Linked DNA regions of Anser cygnoides: region 2 is linked to region 1. The links are chromatin contacts, called in public Hi-C maps. All regions are on one chromosome and are shown on one strand. The core of a region is the stretch at or near the end of the contact, and the rest is flanking DNA. Distances in the headings are between cores, read along the strand shown. Region 1 overlaps SLCO2B1 (solute carrier organic anion transporter family member 2B1). Region 2 holds the start of SLCO2B1 (solute carrier organic anion transporter family member 2B1).

Region 1 (4,315 bases), core at 1,335-3,834:
GATGAGCTCAGATGCTGGCAAGACCCTGAGCGTGACAGCAACACTTACCGATGATCATGTTGGCAAAGGACGCCGTGAGGGAGAACTGTCTCTCCAGGAACTTCCCCATGAACGTTGCTAAACCAGCGACCATGGCTGAGAGGTTGACCTGAGCCAGCACCACCAGCAGGAAGACAGGGTGGCGGAGGTTCCTCAGCAGGACCATAGGAAAGTCTGCAAGGAAAAGGGGAAATCTGCTGCATCCAGGAGAGGTGAACGGCAAAATATTACCCTGTGGAACGTAGCAAGGCTTTGAATTTCCCTGAAATTTTTGTGCAGAATTAACTATTTAGGAGGAGTGAGCTCTTCCAAAGGTTTCATTCATAAAAGGTCAGAATGTGCGCTTTCAGGGTTTGTCACGCCAGGGCTTGTGTGACAAAGTGGATATGAAGAAGTCAGGATAAAGCATCAGGACACTACAGAAACTGAACGCCCAAGCACTGCAAAACAAAAAATGTGGAAATTCTCCGGCTGAAAATGTTGATAAAATCAATCCTGTCCTGCACGGCATTTTGGAGTAAACAAATGAGCCGTTTCTAAGGGAGAACTCTTCCCATCAGAGCATTTTTGGCTGCTTCTAGTAATCCAATAGCAGCCATAGCAAAAGCACAGCTTCGGCTGAAGGCAGAGACGCAGACAAGCAGACGCAGTGGGATCATTTGTTACACATAGGACAGGGACCAGGAAATCCAGTCAACCCCCTAAAAAGAGTTTTCTGCAAATAAAGCAGCTTCCCTCTCAGCTAACAGCAGCCGTCTAACAAGACGTGTCTTGTGGGCAAGGGCTGGAGGCATCAGCAAGCTCTGAGTGAAGCATCTTGACCCAAGAAAACTGATAGCTGGCCTCGATGCTTGGGCGACGTGCTCGAGCAACCCTGAGCATCTGCTAATGCAGAGGACAAATCCATAGCAATACCTCCTGCCAGGCTCTTATTGAGAGCTGCCAGGGACCTGGGATGCTTTAGGAGGAAACCAAGTGGCTCCGGGGTAGCTTTTCAGCCTCAGCTGAACCTCTGTGCCTGTGTCTCCTGCCTCTAAAGGATGGGCTGTCCTGAGCAAGCTGAAATCTGGATATCTGTCCCCCACTGCCCATGGGCAAGTCCTGAGGGCTGCGGCGTCGAGTGGCTGCACACACGGCCCAAGTAAACACGGCCTCAGCTCCTTTCCCTGAAACTTTCTGGCATGGCTTCTTGTAAAAAAAAAAAAAAAAAAACATGTAGGAAAAGGAGCTGGGAGGTCATTAGGAGTTAATTTATTTGTTTGCTGTGGTTGCAGTTTTAATGTCCTTTCGGTTTCAGTCGCAAAGATGCATTTTTTTGATTACAGGCAAGACAAACACCAGCAGATTCCCCTGTGGCTGAACCCTCACTGCTTAAGCAAAGACCTCTTCAGCCTGCTCCTCAAAGGCATCCACCCCGCGGGATGAGGGCTGCTGAGCGCTGACACCCTCCAGCTGCAGCTCTCCAGCCTGGAGAAATTTCTCCTTCGTGCAGAGCCTGAGCCCCCTTTCTGCTCGTGCCTCTGCTCCCCCTCATTCTGTGCCTCCTCCGTGCTCTTCGTCCGGCTTTGCAGCACGCAAGCAAAGGGCAAGCATAAAGGCAACTTCCAGACAAACAGCGGATGAGCTTCCCAGATGAGGGCTCTGGAAGCCAATATGCTGGAGCAGAGATAAGGAATTAACGGGGAGGATTAATGCGAGGGCCTGCCGTAAATTAATGGTGTTAATTCTCCGCAGCTCACAAACAACTGGGACAATCTTTCTATCTGCTCCAGCAGAGGCTGCGGCAGGGAGAACCATCTGGTGCTCGCCTGGGAACTGCCCCAAGCTGTGTGTTTGTTTTAGCTCTTTTAGTCCCAAAAAGTCACACGTAGAGCAGAGACCCATTGGTGGCTGCAAGGGAGTGACCCGCAGGCAAAGGCAAAGCTCATGTTTGTAGGGGACATCGTGTCCCCAGCTCGGCTCTCTGTGCTCAGGGTTAGGCAAACAGCTCAAGGCACTGGGGAGCAACAAACCGAGGGCTCTAGGGAGGGTCCAAGGGTGCAAGGTCCAAGAGCCAAGGACCCTGAAACACCAAGATGCTGGAGAGCTGGGGGCTCTGCTGTCAGCCAGGGAGGGAAGGGGTTGTGACAATATCCCAGTGCTGAACTGATGTGGACCTCAACAAAGGGAGGTGATTTTACTCTGAAGTATCAACGAAGTCTTTGTTTTTTGAAGCATATTTCTGCCTAGTATGCATACTGGAAAATCTTACATGTATTGCAAGTATGAGACCTCCACTTGCTTGCTGAAAGATCTCCAAGAGCTAATTCAGCTTTCTTTGTGGAAGAATCATCTAAAAAAAGATTTATTTTTACCTAGAGTTTTCCAGTCTTTACCCTGTGGTCACCAGAGCAGAGCTGTAGTACTAGGACAGCCAGCAGGTCTCCCACGGCACGGTGGGGGGCAGCAAGGTTGCTGTCCTTTGCCATCACCCTCTTGTTACAAATTCAGTCTGTCTTATAGCTCTGGAGAGGAAGCTGGCCAGATACTAAAAGCAAGTGGAAAAAAAAAGTTCTAAAAACTTTAAAATAAAAAATAAAAAATCCTTGAAACCTTCTTTAGGCATCTTAGAGAAACAAACAAGTCACAAGCCCCGGGTTTTAATTGCTTCGAAGATCACCTTTAATGGATTAATTCCCAGTGTGCGCAACAGAAGCTGAACATCCTCCCAGGTGTTTTCAACAGAAGCCTAAAAATTAGCAATGGAAATGACTTCTAGCTAGCTAAATCCCACTTTCCTGATTGCTGTGAGCAGGGCTGCAGAAGGAGCACGTTGTGAGAACGAGGAGCAGGGTGCAACTCAATGTCACCCCGGCGCATCTGTGCAAGAGCCAAGCCCATTCCCCACAGTGCTTTGACTTTCCTAGTTTTGAATAACTCCAGCAAGCGGAGCCTGCTCACTTCTCAGGTAATCGACCTCATTGTTTGGAAAGGTCCCCAGTGCTTTGCCTGAGTATTTATCCAGTACACAGCTCCATCCTGTTATTGCTGGTTGTGGAGGTAAAAGCTCTTCCTGTCCTTGAAGCGCAGTTCCCAGGGCTTTGCAAAGTGCTCTCGCTGCTCATCACACCTTGTCCCAGAAAGATTTAAAGCCCAGTGGCTTGCAGAGAAATGGAGAACACGAAGCACCTCCTGGGATGGGCTCTAACCCATCCTCGCTTTGTTCCCAATAATATAAGTGGCAAAAATTCCTTGAAGCCTTATTTTGCTCTGTTATCTCCATGTGCACTGAAGCAACAGAGCAAATGACAAAATGCATTTCCTTCTCCATAATCATGCTCCATTTTGCATCACTTAAGCTGAACTAAGTGACTAAACAGCATTTCTGAACATCTTTCTCCTCCAGGTCAGCTTAGTAACTCAGTGCTTGCCTCTGCCAAGCCTTAAGAAAGTGATGAACTCTTAAAGGCATTCCTCATCCTTTCACTGCTCGAGGAGGAGCTTCAAGTGCTCTGCTGAATCACAGCCTGAACAGGCAGTGTCTGCCTCATCTGGAGCTTCCTTAGCCTTGGGCCAGGTTTGCAGAGGGAGCTGCATTTTCAGCAGGGGTATTTTACAACCTGCTTGTGGCGTTCAGAGAACAAGCGGAGGGAGGACTCTGTACGAGGGAGGAACAGGACTGAAATATCCAGGGGAAGACACGAGATGCAGATTGGAGGGCACCGCGGCTGAAAGGGCCTGCAAATCTGCTGAGCTCCATCAGTTATCTCAGCCTGAGAAGGGAGTGTCAGAGCCAGGAGCTCGTGAAAAAATCCTGGGTCAAAAAGCACCTTTCTGCAGTCCACTCTGATGGGCACAAAGTCCGAGTCCTGCCATGACAAATGCTAGCAGCCCTCAAGAGCTCTGGGACAAACACTCACTCCTTTATGCCTTTCCCCATATCTCAGTGAGTTCCAGCCCTGAGCTTTATCACTGCTGCTATTAGAAAACCCCAGGGATTTCAGCAAGGTTGCTCTCCTGGCCAAAATTACAGCCACGTCATCATTTTCTGGACTGGGACTTAGGGGATAAATTCTCAGAAATAATGAATTTATTAGCACAGCCCTGATGCAAACCCTAAGCACAGGTATTTCCTTCGCTGCACCCAGGCGCAGGGAGCTCATTTTTATTCTTTTTTTTTTTTTTTTTTCAGTGGCAGAGAGCAGAGTGTTGGTATGAACATCCCATCTGAACACTATAAATCTGTTCCCACACAATAGCTTCCAGCACCGGTGTGCTCAGCACGCTAGTTTGCTAA
Region 2 (4,260 bases), core at 39-2,538, 39 kb after region 1:
GCCAGCACAGCCATCCCCATTGTCCCCGTGCCCAGGGGGAAAATTCCAGCTGAAAGCTGGCAGGAGGAGCAAACGCAGGCACAAACAGCAGGGCCGCACGAAGCACCGCGCCTTCTCCCGGCGTTTTGGGTCTCCAGGGAGGACGGGCTGGTGCTACAGCTGGAAACCAGGATGCTCTCGGGATTTAAGGGACCGCACAAACCACCTCCACCGTTTGCAAGCCCACAAAGAAGCATGTTTCACCCCAGAAGCGTGTTTTACCCCAGAGCAGTTCAGCAAGGATCTGGCCCGTGTCACCCAGTGCCCACAGGGCTTCCCCCAGGCACCTCTCACGAGCCACAAACGCCCGTCACGAGCAGCAGGGATGCAGCCAGTGCCCCGTCTGCAGGCACTGCATCTTCACCCAGCCCTGCAGAGCTGCACCAACGCTTCCAACCTGCCCTGCACCTTCCCCGCTGCCTGCCACCCCTTCCCTCTGGAGGTCCCATCAGCTTTCTGCAAGCAGGACAGCGATCCATCCTCCTTGAACTGGTGCAGAGCGGCTCCTCTCCCAGGCAATGCCCAGCCCAAAAAACTCCAGGCTGGGCAAGGTCCCCAGGTGCCACCACCACTGTCACCAGCTCCCAGGGATCCGGGGCTACCTGGCAGAGCTGGAAGAGATGTTCCCATAAACACTGGAGCAAAGCTGCAAGAGAAAGGAGCCCTGGCAGCCTTGGGGACAGGGAAACTTGCTGGAAAGTGAGAAATAAGTGGAAGCCTTAGGGGTAAGGAAACTGCAAAGTGAGCAATAAGTGGAGCTGCTTCACTGGAAAAAGGGGTTTAAGTAAGTGGGAGCAGAGAAGGAGCAACAAAAACATGCAGAAAGCCCTTGCAGAACTGGCAGTGCAAAACATTTGCAATCACTCCTTTTTTTCCTCCCTTTTTTCTCTCTTTTTTTTTTTTTTCTTTTCTTCCCTTTAGCTTTTTTTTTTTTTTTTATGCCACTAGAGAAATCCAGCCCAGGAACCAAGCAGGTTCAAGGAGCCGTGCAAAAGAAGGCAGTGAAGAAAGCAGCATGAGGAACTTCGCCGCCACCGATCTGCGAAGCACGGGGCAGACGCGAGAGCCCGGCCACTGCTGCCGTACTCACAGTTGTAGGATTCGCCCCGTCCCCGTCCCCGTCCCGTCCTGCTGGGCTGGGAGCAAAAGTTTTCCTCTGGCAGCAGCTGCCCCGGCCATTCGGTGCTTTTACTTCCCAGCCCGGAGGTGGGGATGGGTGTGCGGAGGTGGGGCTTGGGCTCCGTGTCAAAAGCCGGAGCACATTTTAACCCAAACTTTTGCAATCGTCTCTTTCGGTAGGATTTTATTTTTCTTTCGTCCCATAGGCTGCAATCCGAGCGATTACAGAGCCGCCGATGTGGTTTGCTGATGCAGGGCTTTGTAAACTCTGTGCATGGTCCCGGCACAAGCTGGGTTTGCTTTTTTTTTATTATTATTTTTTTCCCCTTTTCTCAAGGGTCCCATCCTTAGCAGGCTTTTTTGTTACGTCCATTTTCTTATTCCAGTTTCTGCCTTTGAAGCTGTGGTGATGTCCTGGGGTTTGCGATCGGGAGTTTGTATAACCCCGTGCTATTTACTTTTCAGCACTGTTTTTTGCACTAATCTGCATTTTCAGATAAGGAACCGAGGAATTAATGCACAGGCAGCCCTAGTTCGATATACCAAGAGGAAAAGGGGATTTGTCCTGGTGGCTTTGCATGTTTTGGGTTCTGGGATGGGGACGGCTGCGAGGGGGCATTGGGGATCCTCTCTCCTTGGTGTGACTGCGGGGTTTGCTCCCTCTGCAGCACCTCGGCCATCACTCTGGGCTGGGGATGGAGCTGGCCCTGGCGCAGAGACACGATGGCAAATCCTCCGAGGCTTGGAGATGCGTTGGTCCAGGGGAGCCCTGGTTTGGCAGCCCCGATGCAGCTTTTGGCTTCTTGGAGCTTCAGATGGGGTGAAGAAAGCAAAGCAAGGCTGCTGAGAGATGCTGGGTCTGGGCTATTAATTTCGAAGGTGTCGTACTGCTTTGCTTGATAACCCATGGTCTCCAGAGATGATGTTTTCAGGATTAAATGCCATAAAACACCACGAGCTTCTGCTCTCAGTGGATTGCACGCCTTAATCCTGCACGCACTTTTTCATGTTCACCTTACAGTCCTCATAAAAGTCATTTGCGTGCACCTTGAGATTGAATTGCTGCATCAGGCACTGCACGGGTGGCGGAGCTTTACACCAGACAAGTTATCTCAGACCCCCAAAAACCTGTGTTTCAGATGATTTCACAGCCCTGGATGTCTGAGCCCGGCCCTTCTCCTGCTGCTTGCCCAAAATGCTGCACCAGCTGCCCTCTCTGGCTATGCTGGGTGCCCATGGCCCCTTCAGCAAGGTCCCAGAGACAAGAGGTAGAAACTCCAACGGGGATTTTTCCCTACCCAGGGCTGTGGTTTAGCAGCAGCCAGGAGATCCACAACCACATTTTCCCCCTGGCAGTTCCTGCTGGGGTCACAGACTGGAAACGGGGTGCAACGGGCACAGTGACTTGATGTTTCCAAAGCAGAGATTATCTGCTGTCCGGGCACAAGCTCATTAAATAATAATTAAACGCCCGCCTCATTAGCCCTATCAGCAGAGATACATTTTGCTCAGTAGGAGACAGCCGAATTGGTGCGTTCAGAAATACTCCTCGCCCAAGTGACCCTGAGCTGTCCTCCCAGGCAGGGCTGCATCAGGCAGATAATGCACTGCAGAGAAAATAAACTTTATCAGCTCTCATGGGCTCTGCGATCTCTCAGGAAGGAGTTATTAGATCTTAAAAAAAAAAAAAAAAAAAAAAAAAGTATTAATATTTCACAGCTGCATAAGTCCTATCTTTCCAGAGAAGCTTTGCAGAGGGCACAGGCAGCCCCCCCAGGACCTACAAAATGTGGTTAATTTGGGGCCGGAGCTCCAGGATGGGAGAGGAGAGGAGGCTCAGCTGTGAAGCAGCGAGGGGCAGGCACCCAAATCAGCACGGGGGTCTCAGCCCCATGCCCGGAGGTGGATACCCCTGCCTGCAGCCCCGCGCTGCGGCGTTGCACAAAAGAAGAGCACCATCTATTGATTCCTCTTGCTCAGCACCTCGCTTTAGCTGGCGTGAGCCGCAGCAAGTTTTGCTCTGCGCCCCAGAGCATGGCCGTTTGCTGGGACACCCCCGGCGGGAGACGCGCATCGTGTCCCCAGCATGGTGCCCTTATGGGGGGCAAGCAGCCCCCGGCAGAGCGCTGAGCTCTGGGGAGCCAAAGGGGCTTTTGGCTCTAAGGGAATAAACACCGCTGGCTGCAAACCCTCAGGGTCTGATCCTGCACCCCTCTGCATGTTGCGTGGTCCCCTGTGTGAGAAAGGAGGGGAGGAATCGAGCAACAGGGGAGGTAAGGTTATGGTACACTTCTGCGCGCTCCTGCTTGCAGGACGCCCACCGTTGCAATCACAAATTAAAATGCAGCTTCACTGAGATGCTCCTCTGAGCCTGTGCTCTTGGCTGCAGATCACTTCTCACACCTCGGGCTGCAAATTCACATGGTGCTGTGCAGGGGGGGGATGCTGGAAAAAAAAAAAAGCCCCTGGGCGCCTCGAAGCTGGAGCATCCCTGCAGGTGCGCCAGCCCTGCGGCTGCAGCACGGGGCCATCTCCTGCCCGCTGCTGCCGCTCTCCGACCGGGAGCCTTCCTGCAGCTCGCTCAGCTTCATGCCTTCTGCCTCCAGAAAGCCGGGCACACGTCGCTTTGCAGGCCGTGAGTGCACGGCATGGAAGCGAAAAGGATAAATCCTCCCGCAAGCCAAGCGCTAGGAAATCCATGTCGAATAAGACCGGTATAGGCTACGTGAAATGTTTGAAGAAAAGGAAATAAAAGGTCTCATTACGCTCAGTTCAATGGTGTTAAACTCTCTGGAGGATGTGGTGGAGGGGTGATTCCTCGGAACAATTAAACCGGTGAGCAGCAAGCGAAAGCAGTACTTATCTTGTGCAAAGAGGCTGTAAAATGTCATGCGTCTGAGATTACAAATGCCCACAGATGAAGAAATTGGGCTTTTCCAAAGGGCTCACAGCCTGGAAGCAGCCACAAGGGTATGCCTGCAGCTGCCTGGCTCTGCCGGTTGCTCTGACTCTGCTCCGGGCCCAAGATACAAAGGAGCAAGATTTCCCACACTGGCAATGGGATTCAGTTCTTCTGGTGGGGAGGAGGCTGGTCCTTTTCCA

What was found. Hi-C and Micro-C count contacts between places; a contact is called where the count stands out from the background.
Region 2: a Hi-C map of liver shows a contact between it and region 1, with 1.8 times the contacts expected there. The contact joins the promoter of SLCO2B1 here to the enhancer-like site in region 1. A contact is called at or near these places in 3 of 7 Hi-C or Micro-C datasets (all in liver).

What each region holds. Positions count from the first base shown.
Region 1 is chr1:211,542,272-211,546,586 of Taihu_goose_T2T_genome, forward strand. It overlaps SLCO2B1 (solute carrier organic anion transporter family member 2B1), which reads right to left. Exons shown (of 15, transcript XM_013191275.3): 9 at 49-213. Among named protein-coding and RNA genes, the nearest start is that of SLCO2B1, 40 kb to the right of the region's middle. Within about 2 kb of position 2,585, at least 2 of the 3 cell types and tissues checked have open chromatin away from gene starts, as enhancers often do. A contact at or near this core is called in liver, where this site is marked.
Region 2 is chr1:211,582,911-211,587,170 of Taihu_goose_T2T_genome, forward strand. SLCO2B1 (solute carrier organic anion transporter family member 2B1) reads right to left here and starts at 1,289. Exons shown (of 15, transcript XM_013191275.3): 1 at 1,130-1,289.